Regions from separate parts of the Mus musculus genome. Here all the other regions are linked to region 2. Evidence: chromatin contacts called from public HiChIP or PLAC-seq and capture Hi-C data. All regions are on one chromosome and are shown on one strand. Each heading gives the region's core, a stretch centred on a gene start, on an enhancer-like site or on the middle of the called end of the contact. The rest is flanking DNA. Distances are from core to core; before and after follow the strand shown. Region 1 overlaps Ly75 (lymphocyte antigen 75). Region 2 overlaps Baz2b (bromodomain adjacent to zinc finger domain, 2B). Region 3 overlaps Tanc1 (tetratricopeptide repeat, ankyrin repeat and coiled-coil containing 1).

Evidence for each region. HiChIP or PLAC-seq counts read pairs in DNA pulled down with a chosen protein or histone mark. Capture Hi-C pulls out chosen DNA fragments and counts their contacts.
Region 1: a capture Hi-C map of embryonic stem cells shows a contact between it and region 2, with 4 times the contacts expected there. The contact joins two enhancer-like sites. A contact is called at or near these places in 2 of 484 Hi-C or Micro-C datasets (brown adipocytes and embryonic stem cells), 1 of 115 datasets of contacts at active chromatin or transcription factors (double positive thymocytes) and 1 of 9 other capture datasets (embryonic stem cells).
Region 3: an H3K27ac HiChIP or PLAC-seq map of embryonic stem cells shows a contact between it and region 2, with 5 read pairs. The contact joins two enhancer-like sites. A contact is called at or near these places in 1 of 39 promoter capture datasets (cranial neural crest) and 1 of 115 datasets of contacts at active chromatin or transcription factors (embryonic stem cells).

What each region holds. Positions count from the first base shown.
Region 1 is chr2:60,315,684-60,319,861 of GRCm38.p6, forward strand. It overlaps Ly75 (lymphocyte antigen 75), which reads right to left. Exons shown (of 35, transcript NM_013825.4): 26 at 2,625-2,790; 27 at 406-573. Among named protein-coding and RNA genes, the nearest start is that of Cd302, 33 kb to the left of the region's middle. Within about 2 kb of position 1,613, at least 5 of the 459 cell types and tissues checked have an H3K27ac peak or open chromatin away from gene starts, as enhancers often do. A contact at or near this core is called in embryonic stem cells, where this site is marked.
Region 2 is chr2:60,049,227-60,052,977 of GRCm38.p6, forward strand. The region is part of intron 2 of Baz2b (bromodomain adjacent to zinc finger domain, 2B); the gene reads right to left. Among named protein-coding and RNA genes, the nearest start is that of Gm13572, 14 kb to the left of the region's middle. Within about 2 kb of position 1,740, at least 28 of the 459 cell types and tissues checked have an H3K27ac peak or open chromatin away from gene starts, as enhancers often do. A contact at or near this core is called in embryonic stem cells, where this site is marked.
Region 3 is chr2:59,620,639-59,624,226 of GRCm38.p6, forward strand. All of the region lies in intron 1 of Tanc1 (tetratricopeptide repeat, ankyrin repeat and coiled-coil containing 1), which reads left to right. Among named protein-coding and RNA genes, the nearest start is that of Tanc1, 10 kb to the left of the region's middle. Within about 2 kb of position 2,028, at least 24 of the 459 cell types and tissues checked have an H3K27ac peak or open chromatin away from gene starts, as enhancers often do. A contact at or near this core is called in embryonic stem cells, where this site is marked.

The DNA of each region.
Region 1 (4,178 bases), core at 363-2,862, 270 kb after region 2:
TTTCTTCTTCTTTTAAATAAGGAAACAAGTGTTTCCTAAGGCACAGCACATTTTGGAGGATAATGACATAATGCTTCTCATAGGACCTCTGCACATAGCTCCTGGTCCCTTCTGTCCCATTATTCACAAGTTACAGACCCTCAGGGTTTTACTGGGAATCGCTCCAGGTCTGAGACCAAGGTCCATCTCTTTGACCTTGGCTCCAATTAGTGGTGTAACTGAGTTTCCTGCCACACGGGGTGACCTGTTCGTCTTCGGTCAGTCTAGGCTGCTTTGGGACCACTTCTCTGTTCTCTACTGTGAGAACTAGGAGAGGTCATCACCAGTGCTACCCTGGGGATGGATCTTCATACCAGGTGATGAGTGTATCGTCCCGATACACGATGGCAGTGGGACATTACTTACGCAGCTTCTCGCACGTGGACTGCACTTCCTCCGGTGTGACTGTCTTATGCCTGTTGTTGGTAATCATGAAATTGTAGCAGGAGTTCTGGAATGGTATCCATGGGGTGCTCTGTACAGGAGACGGGCATTTAGCAGTGTCCAGTGCTCTGACCTCCTCCTCAGTCTCATCTGGGGGAAGAAAAGTTAATGGTAAGAACTCTAATTTCGGATGTAAATGTTAAATCCTGTTCACAGTCATTAGACTTGATTTGTGGGAAATATGAAGGAAGTGAGGAAGTGACAGCCTTGTTCTGTTTACACTTGAATATAGCATGAAGCATGCTGGCTCTCTGTGGTGAGGAAATTATCTGACATAATTTTCTTACTCCTGCTGTGGAGTGGAGGAATGTGAAAAAAAAAGAGGCGTTTTTAGGTTACATGAGTTTCTGTCTTCCTGTTTTATTAAATGTCAAGTGCCAGGAGCCTCCTCAGAGGGACTCTATAAACATATTAATTAACAATAGGCATCTAACTGCAACCGTGAGATTCACTCTCACATTTCTGCTTACTGATTTCTCTAATTTTAATGAAATAACTTCAATGAAATAGTTATTCTTTTAACAAAATTAAACAGAAATATCATTTAGAAAATGGCCTTTAGAATATCTCATTTTTTTTATTCTATGAAAGTAATATATTCAAGAGGATGCAAGTATAGATACGCTAAAGTCAAAATAATTCAGATTCATTATGTCTTAGAGACTATCTGGCATTTTCCTCCCATTTAGCAGCAAACCCCTTTGTCTCAGAAACAGTGTGTTCTTTTTACCACAAACCCAAGAATGTGGGCCCCTGACAGGGCTGGGGATTGCATATTCTCAGGCTGAGGCCAATGGATTCTAGGAGCTTGAAAGGTTGGATTCAGATGTCATACACTCACCTCATTGATAGGCAGAAGAGAGAGTTGCAGAGCAGCCATGTTCTGCTACTGGGCAGAAAGGGCAGAAAGTTCACAAGGGGCAGAGTGCAGACACAGAGAGAGGCAGAAAGGACAGGCGCACACATGGTACATCTCTGGGTTTCTGTTTTCTTGTTGGTGTCAGGAGATTTTTTTGGTTTGTTTTATTTTGTGTTTTGAGATAGCGTCTTGCTATCTAGCCTTGACTGGCCTGGAATTTCCTTTGTAGACCAGGCTGGCCTCACGCTCATAGAGAGCTGCTTGCCTGAGGCTCCCTAGTGCTGGGTGTCTGAAGCCCATTTCCGGGTGGTTGAGTTCCATCTTTGTTTGCAGGGTGGTTTTCTAAATTCCCTTCTGACTGAAGCTGCCTCAAGTGAGTGCAGCTCCCCATAATCAACTGAGCCTTTGTTTGTTTCTGAGACAGGGGCTTGCCTGGCAGCCCAGGCTTGGCTGAGCTTTGCCTGGTCTTCTGCTCCACCTCTGAGTGTTGTCCTTAAAGGTATGTGCCACCATGCCTGGAATTTTAACAGTGGCTCACGATGTTAGTCATTGATGTTAAGGATTAATTAAGGCCAGGCGGTGGTAGTGGCGCACGCCTTTAATCCCAGCACTCGGGAGGCAGAGGCAGGCGGATTTCTGAGTTCGAGGCCACCCTGCTCTACAAAGTGAGTTCCAGGACAGCTAGGGCTACACAGAGAAACCCTGTCTCGAAAACAAAACAAAACAAAACAGAATTAATTAATAAAGAGTTTCCATAAGTTAGCTTTGTAAGTATATAAAAGTAAAACTATATGTGACATGAGGCAGAACGGGACTGTATATGTCCATCAATGTCAATTAACATAGTCAGCTGGTATACAAAAGACAAACTCCAAAGTAAGAACTAAGGACAAAGCAATCCATAATCAACAATTATGAATACAAATCCTTGCACCAGTTCTGTTGGGGAAAAAAATGACTATGGTGGGAACTGGGGGTAGCTCTGTGGTTAAGAGATGTCTGCTCTCACCGAGGACCTGATTTGATTCCCAGCACCTATATCGTGGCTCACAACACGTGTGACTCCAGTTCTAGGATTGTGACGTCCTCTTCTGGCTTGATGGACACTAGGCATGCACGAGGTGCACAGCCACGTGTACTACCCAAACACGCAATAATGATACACTATGATAATGACTTTCTTATAATCCCCTAATACAAAATAAGAGTTTGCAAAACCAAACAGACACAGTTTTACTACTCCGGATGGGTAAGGGGATGGAAACAGTTGCAATCCACATACTTCCTGGATAGTAGCAAATGGCGCCAGGCTGGTTATCATCACAGTCAGCTGTTTTCCAGAATCCATCTGTGTCTAATATCACGCAGTCATCAAGTTGCTCATTGCTTCCAGCCCAGTTACTAAATTGAAGACGTTTCCCATCTGACCAACCAAAGTTGAGTTCATCCTATGAGGTGTAGAAATTCATTTCAGAGACAACATTGACATTATTTCTCTATATTACTTTAACCCATGAGATCAAATGTTTATTAGTTGCATTATTTCTCTATATTACTTTAACCCATGAGATCAAATGTTTATTAGTTGCATTTTGTACTGTGTTAAGCATTGTCTTAAATGTTTGAATCCTTGTGACAACCATTTGAGAGGGCCCTCGTGTCCTTTCCACAGGTCACTGAGACTGAGTGAGTGTGGCTGAAACCCCGTTCATGTGATTAAACCCTAGACTCTGTGGCCCTAACTCTAATGCTGCTCACAGACATCAGAACTGTTTTTTGGAAACCAGAAAGCTAAAACGGAGCGAGGATCACTCTGTGTAGGGAGGACTCTGGAGACAACATGGCTAAAACGGAGTGAGGACCACTCTGTGTAGGGAGGACTCTGGAGACAACATGGCATACCCGAAAGAACAGAAAGGAAGGAACCTGTGTGGTTGTCAATCATCGTCCAATCTCTTGTGAGCATTTGATTTGTGAGACTGTCCCTCCAACTTTCCTGCCCTCTGTCTGTGAAGAGGCTGAGACACAAGACTAGACTAGTGTCAAATGCAGAATCAGGAGCAGGCTGGCACCCAGAGCTACAGAAATGCTCATTGCCTTAGTCTCAACTCTTCAAGACAATGCATCTTACTGTTTTCACACTGGTCTCTGAGACGAGGCAGCTTCCTTTTCAGTATTATAGATCAGTCCAGAAGTCTCTAAACACTTGCCTTTAGAACTTGACAAGACCAGATCACCCACCTGTCTTGAGAATGGCTTTATGTAGTTGACATAGGAGTTCTAGGATAGTTCTAAAGTTTTCCCCTGGTACTATGAGGGCACTAGGCCTTAATAACCAATGCTGGCCCAATTGCATTAAAGGGTTAAGCCTTCCTGAGGCCCAAGGGAGGGTCCAAACTAGGAAATGGCCAAACCCAGCACTACCAAATGCTTCATTATTTTGGTAAGGTTAGAGGTTGGATCCAGGCCCTCATGGATGCTAGGTAAATGTTCTATCCATGAATTTCTAAGCCAATGTGCAGCTTTAAACTTGCCCCCTAGGAAACAGCTGTACCTACGCTTTGCTGACACTCTCCTACACTCTTCCTCTGGGCTCCATTTGCCACCAGCCTCTGGCAATGGCCTTTGGTGCTTTCTTCCACCACAGATACATCCTCCTGCCCCACCTCTCCGTATTGAATGTGAATTCCCTCATCAAGACTATAACTACCTAAGCTTTTAACATCTACTCTTTCATTCATCTTGATTTGAACCTGGCTTTTCCATGCCAACACTACGCTTTTAGCTGCACAAGGGAACCCTGTTCATTTTTCTGTTCTTAGACCCAAAGGGCAGT
Region 2 (3,751 bases), core at 490-2,989:
GTCTAGAACAGCCAAGTCTAGAACAGCCAAGGCTGTTACACAGAGAAGCCCTGTCTCGAAAACTGAACTTAAAAAAAAAAAAAAAAACCTGCATGTGCATCACCTACTTTAAAACAGTTAAATGATTCTAAACGTAGGGAGTGGTGAGTACTGGAAGCTGAGGCAGAAGTTCAGATAAAAGGAACAGTTTATGAAAGATTTCATGAGCGTCCACAATGCCAGCAGTCAGTACAGGAGTTTCGGCAGGAGAGTGACCTAGTTAGCTCTGTGCTATCAGTTAAAGCAACACTGAGAGATGGATGAACAGCGCTCAGCAAGAGGCATCAGGCTCTCAGCTTATTGCCACAGGCACAATGAGACATCATGCCATCCTCCAAGAATACTTAGGCTTTCAGCTTGAGAGTAGGAGCTCAGGTCTGGCCTCAGCACTGGAGAGATTGAGGCAGGAAGATCTCAAAGGCAGTCTGGACTAGAGAACAAGACCTTGGCGCGAGCGCGCGCACACACACACACACACACACACACACACACACACACAGGATTTAAATATCATAGAGAAGAATATACTTGGAAAATATTTAGAAAGAAAAGGAAGGAATCGTGAAAAAAAGATGAATGTTTAAATAGAAGAACAGGCTCCAAGAGCTGCCAAGAAAAAGCAAAGTCACTGTGCAAGACCAAGTTTTGGGAAATACAGTACTAACCTGTAGTTAGTCTCTAGTACCACCTAGGGTGCGTCTACCACAGCATGTACGATGCATTTATAAGATATCCTTTGAAGGGTCAAACATGTTGTAAATTCTCAAACACAGAGATGCCCAGGGACAGCTGCTACATGAAAGAAGCCTCTTCTACAATGCTGCTTTCCACTTCCCCTTCCTTCGCAGCTCTTCTCTTCCTTCCTAGCTCCCTCCCTCTAGTTCTCCTTGGTTTTGAGACAGAATCCTAGGCTCAAACTCAGAATATTCTGATCAGAGCTTTCCAAACTGCCTTTACCAGAATGTAATGTGTGCCTGGCCTAATTTAACTCTCCCAGCTTTACTTAACCATGGAAACTTCGCTTTATTTAATGCTCCATACAACCAATGTTCTAACAAAATTACTTTGGAAAACACTGGTTGGACAACAAGAATCAGGTAGGACGGCTCATGCCTGTAAATGAAGCATTAAAGAGGCAGGAGGACATCATGAATTTGAAGCCAGCCTATGCTACAAAAATGAGTTATGGGCCAGCTAAAGCAACAATGCAAAATGTTGTCTTAAAAACTTAACAACAAAAAGACCCAAATAATATAAAAGCTCTCTGACTCCCTTTTTACTTTGCTGGACACTCACAGAACTCCATCTGTGCTGGTTCGCTGGTCCTCCTTGGAACGCACCAAATATTCGCCTTTGGGACTGCAACTAAACCACTTTCTGGTTAGAAAAGCCTTAGGAGAGTGCTCTTTAACTCCCCTGAACTTCAGTCGAGAGACCTGGCTGGTAAGAAGGTGTGTCCCTGTGTTTTCAATTGTTAAAAGAGCTAAGTGGGGCAGGATTTTGGTATTGTCATTTCTACAGACCCATCTCAGGTTTTCTATATGTAAAAGATAAGAAGAAAGCTGCCATTGGAAAGGTCAAACAGCTCAGTGCCCAAGGCCAACCCTAAGAGACATCAAAAGTTGTGTTGCTGCTGACTGGTTTGGACTAGAATGTGGGTTCAGGGGCGGGACTTCTAGGCAGACGATGAAGGAAACGGAAGGCCTAAGGAGCTGAATCCGGTAGTGAGAACTTAAGTCAAGAACTTAAGTTAGTAGCTCGCTGAGAGACTGCCCCAGCAAAAGGCCAACTGCTTTAAAACAGATACAACTCTCCTGGTCTTAGTTAAACCTTACAAGGCTCCTCGAAAGCCCCCAACACACTCACAGCCATGAACTCACTTTATTTCTCTTCACAGTGCTGACTGTCCCCCAGCAAATTAAACCTTATCTTGCCTTTTACCCACAGAATAAGTCACGTGAGTCTTTGTGTAGTCCTCTCCTCTTTAACCTTACCACTATCTATAAATAGCTACTTACTAATCAGCTGTTGAATAATGCAGTTACTATCATTTAAACTGTCTGAGTATAATGATAGCAACAGGTGAAACTGCCACTGAATATTCACAAGGGGTGGTTACCTCACTCAGGATATTCTGCTCATATTCTTCATATCTATATTCTATGTAAAACGCATGACTGTTTTAAAAAGTTTTCAGGATTTTGCAAAGCTCAAATTTTTCTAATTTTCTCTTCTGCAAAACAATTATAAGACTTTTTATCTTCTCTTTATAAAATGCACAGACAGGATTTTAGTATATCTTATGGTAGAAATTCTCCCTTAACTGTAGACACTGGGTCAGGCTTGTCAGTCTGGACCTGAAGTTGTAGCATGCACCATCTAAGGCAAAAGGCCTTTTTCTCCACTGAAACCCATGACTCCCTGTTCTAACTCTAGAGACTGCTAAGTGCTATGGTAGATTTCAGATGTGTGGTGTTTCCATTACTTTCTAATGCTCATTAGTTATTGAACTGAACCGTTCTCTATATGGTAATATATACTCTCACAGGTACTTACAACTCCACTAAAAATCAAAATGAATTCTCACAGACATGTACAAGAATTTTTTCAAAATATCTCAGAATACAATCTACAAAATGTTTTAAGTATTTTAATATCAAGTGCAGTATTTCTAAACTGACATCAGTCAACACAATACAAAATAGACTCTATTCAATTAGCAATCAAGTTCTATCCTGATAAACACAGTGGAAGGGAGAAATGTTCTCAGAGGAAATATACACAGTGTAACATAGACCACTGCTGTTTAACCTTCTGACTTCACAGCCGACAGGCCAGTGGCTTACTTCTGGCCATTCTACACCAAGAGTATCTTCCCACCAATTGCTAGCCCAGCAAAAGCTCAAAATTCAAACTTTCAAGTGGAGTGACTGCTGAGTGCGCACAGTGCTCCATGGCGTTACAGAGCTGAAAGGCATGGGGTGAACTGTCCATTGTGGGTGTGCGACTTGTATGAGCCCTCCCTTGCTCAGGACATTTCCAAGGTGGTTACAAACCTGGTGCTCATCACTTCATAGGCCATGCAAAACAACTACAAACTTTTGTTCACTCTAGTGATCACGTTAGAATGAAAGCTGCGATTTTAACATTAAAAAATAATACCTGAAGCTGAATAATACATAAGACTCTCAGTTGCTTTTATTATAGAGATATTATGAAGTATGTGCCTTCTATTTAGTATTTTAAATTTTACTTAAAGTAGCATTTACAAAATCGAAAATAACTTATACGATACATACAACAAACCAAAATCTATCAATCTGTAAGTCATGATTGAATAAAAAATTAATAATAAGAACAGAGGGCATGACTGCTCCTAGGTATGGTGGTGAAGGTTTATTGTAGAACAAGGATGATCATAGCCAGAGGCAGAACCATCTAGGAGAGTTCAAAGTGGCCATGACCCTGAACCAGGCCATGTGAGGAGAAGAGAAAGGGGAGAACCAGAGACCAAGAGGCCAGGAGGGTAAAGGGTAGGTAAAAGGAAGCAGAGAGCTCAGGAAGGGGGCGGGGCATGCCAGCCATACCCTGTAAAACTCAGGAGATGCTGGGAGAATCTGGAGGCCTGGTCTGCTTTGATGTGTTTAACAGGCACCTCAGCCATTTGCCCTGATTTTAGACTTAACAATAACTGGCAAAACGGGTCCTGGAT
Region 3 (3,588 bases), core at 778-3,277, 430 kb before region 2:
CCAGAAGAGGGTGTCCGATCCTTTGGAACTTGAGTTACAGGTGGTTGTGAGCGCCATGTGGGTTCTGGGAGCCGTGCCCTGGTCCTCTGTAAGAGCAGTAAGTCCTCTTAGCCACTGAGCCTCCCTCTAGTCTCTGTGCTTCCCCCTCCCCCTTGTTACTTGCATGGCAGCAGTGCCTGGTCTGAGGACAGTTGGGGGCGGTGTCCTCCATTTTACTTGAAGCTGACAAGTCTCCTTACAGTCTAGTCCCTTATGTTTAATTTTCCCTTTAGTAACGTTCTTCTTCTCTTTTTTCCCCCAAACTAAAAAATGACATCCATCCTTACATCACAGCTCAAAGAAACAAGGATTTCTCATGAAGATTGCCCCTCTCTGTTTCCCACATCATAGCCACTCCTCCCTTAATCTTCCTGACACATTGCCTATGCATTTATTAAAATGTTTTTCTCCTTTTGTTTTTTATAATTAATTAAGTTGTTCACCCGGTTGCCCTGGTGATGGTTTGTGAGCTTTTGGATGGAAGGGGTCTTGCCTTGCCTTAGTCACTTAAAAAAAAGGTAATTATTTACTTCTGCTTTGGAATAAAGAGGCAGGCAGAAAATAAGTTTTTCAATTTTAAAAGGATTTATTTATTTTTCTGTGTATGGGTATCTCACCTTCATGTATGTATGTGCACCATTTTCATGTCTGGAGCCTGTGGAGGCCAGAAGAGGGTGTTGGACCCCTGGAACTGGAGTTATAGATGATTGTGAGCTGCCATGTGGGTGCTGGGAATCGAACTCGGGTCCTCTGCAGGAACATGAGCTCCTCATTGCTGGGCCATCTCTTTCCAGCACCAGAACCCACAGTTTTTAAATGTGCACCAAGTATTCTGGGTATCTCTGCCACTTCCAGAGCTTAGGGACCTCGAGAAAGCAGCGAACTGTACATATATCACATAGAACTAAGAAGGCTCCAAGACAAAAACCCAAGTCACTTATGTGCCACAGATCTGTGCATGCCTGTGTCTGTGCACGTGAGTGTGAGCGTGTGTGTGTGTGTGTGGGGGGGGGGGTTGGAAATAAAGACTGAGTATCTTGCTCTACATCATTAGCTGTCCTATGTATACAACATATAATATTACCACAGTAAAATGTACACACTCAATACCTACACTACCTTGCCTCTGAATCTGACATTCTTTTTGTTTGTTTGGTGTTTTTGTTGTTGTTGTTTGTATTTTTGAGACATGATTTCTCTGGGTAGTCCTGGCTGTCCTAGAACTCTGTACATCAGTCTGGCTTTGAACTCAAGAGATTTCCCCCTGCCTTTGACTCCTGAGTCCTTGGATTAAAGGCATGTGCCACCACTACCTGGCTTTTTTTTTTGGTGTGCTTTTGAGACAGGATCTCACTATATACCTCTGGCTGTCCTTGAACTCAGAGAGATCCACTTATCTCTGCCACCTGAGTGCCCAACCTCAACCTCATTCCACATATAATAATGGAGATCACAAAGGTATTTGTCTATGCCTGGCTTACTTTTAACTTATTTAATATATTTACTACAGTGGCCACTTGCATATGGTAAAATATGATGAGATACTTTCCTTCTTATGGCTATATAATTCACCACTATATACATCCATCCTTCCTTCCTACAGGGGTGGAGTGGGGGACCAAGAATCAAACTTAGGTTGTCAGACTGATAGCAAGCCCCTTTTGCCTTTATCTGCTGAGCTATCTCATTAATCTGATTTTAAAACAAACAATAAAACAGTCTCATGTAGCCCAGAGCGAGCTCAAACTCAATAGCTGCAGCTAGTCTTGAACTCCTGATCCCGTTGTCTCCAACTTGAAGTGATGGGATTGCAGGCAAGTGCCACCATGCATAGCTGATATATAGGAAGACCCTAAATGCCTGTGGATGGTTACCCATCTGTAATTACCGACAAGCAAATTCCTGGGAGACTGTCCTGTATGCTACTGTGATACTGGCCAGAGCATCCCTGTTGGGAACGGTGGCCTCTACACTGCTCAGCTGACATTCCTTCTATGGAAAGGCTAATTGAGGGTTGACAAGCTGTCTGCTTTCAAGTTGAGCTATGCTAGATGCTTCTTGCTACTATGATGAAAAACAGACTCCTCCAGAGTTTTGAAGGTCAGATGACAGAGTGTATACGGAAGTGTCTGGAACATTGTAAATGGCCTCCCAGGCAGGGGGAAGCATCGACTCTGATCATTTCCTTGTGGGGTTGACTTCTAGCTCAGATGTCTTTGTTAGCCATTTCTGTTTCCTACGGAGTACATTTCCATACATTTCAGGGGGCATCCTAAGTGGAACGGGATGTGGTTTTTTTTTTTTTTTTTTTTTTTTTTTTTTTTGGAAAAAGTACAGATAGAAGTTGGTAGGGGCTGTAAAACATTTAGTTGGAAGTGGGTATGATGTGTGATCCAGTGATGCTCTGACAGTTCAGTTGGCCAGGTACTTGGTTATTAAGTGGGACACTGCTGGATAAAGATGAGAATCAGGGCAAGCTTTAAATGGTACCCAGGAGATGTTTGATTTCTATGGGAATTTCAATCACTTCCTTAGAGAGGTGTTGCTATTCCTTGGAAGTAGCTCAACATAGAATGAAACTGAAAAGTTAAGTGTTGTTAGGCAGTCTGGATGAGTTTGAAATCGTTCGTCTGTGGATTAAAAAGAAAAATGGGTAGGAATAAGACTGAACATTGTGGAGGCCAAGTTTGCCGTGGAATTTTGTACTGTAGAGATTTACAAACTAAAACATGTCAGAGACAACGTAATTATAGATGCGAGAGACACTGAAGCGGTCAGTAGCTCTTAGATTGCCAACGTGCAATTGTGATTTTATTTATTTGTTTGTTTTTGTTACAGGGACCAGCTTTGCAGCCCAGGCTAGTCTAGAACTCACAGTTCACTTGCCTCAGTTGTCTCAATGTCGGGGTTCCAGGCGGGCACCGGTACATTCTCCCTGCCTTGTCTGGGGTTCTTAATTTGCATGTGACTTAAGATGACCTTCCCATAGGGTGATTTGTCTAAGTAAACAGCAGCTTCCCAAGTGGGTTCCATGAGAAACTAAGAGTCAAAAAACTTAGGCACCACAGGGGGAAAGGGTTCTAGAGATTAAAAAAAAAAATCTGGGCCAAGCAAAGTATAACAGGTGTGTGTGTGTGTGTGTGTGTGTGTGTGTGTGTAGATGTTAGGTGTGGAATTAGTTGCTTTCGTTGCTGTGATAAAACACCATGTCAAGCCAACTTGAAAAAGGAAGGGTTTAGATGGGCTGACAGTTCCAGAGGATTAGAGGCTGTGATGGTGGAGCAGAGGCCTGGTGGCCAGAACAGCTGAGAGCTCACATTTAACTGTCAGCAGGAAGCAGAGAGCACGCTGAAGATTGCTTGGGCTTTAGAAGCCTTGAAGCCTGCCCTGATCACACACTTCCTTCACCAAGGCCACACCTCCCAGTCCTTCACAGACAGCTTCACAGACTCGCCCAAGTGTTCAAGCCGGGAAACCTAGGAGGCTGTTGGAATTCTAAACACCGAAGGTGTCTTCCTCCATCACTTATTTTCTTTACTTAGGGTGCCT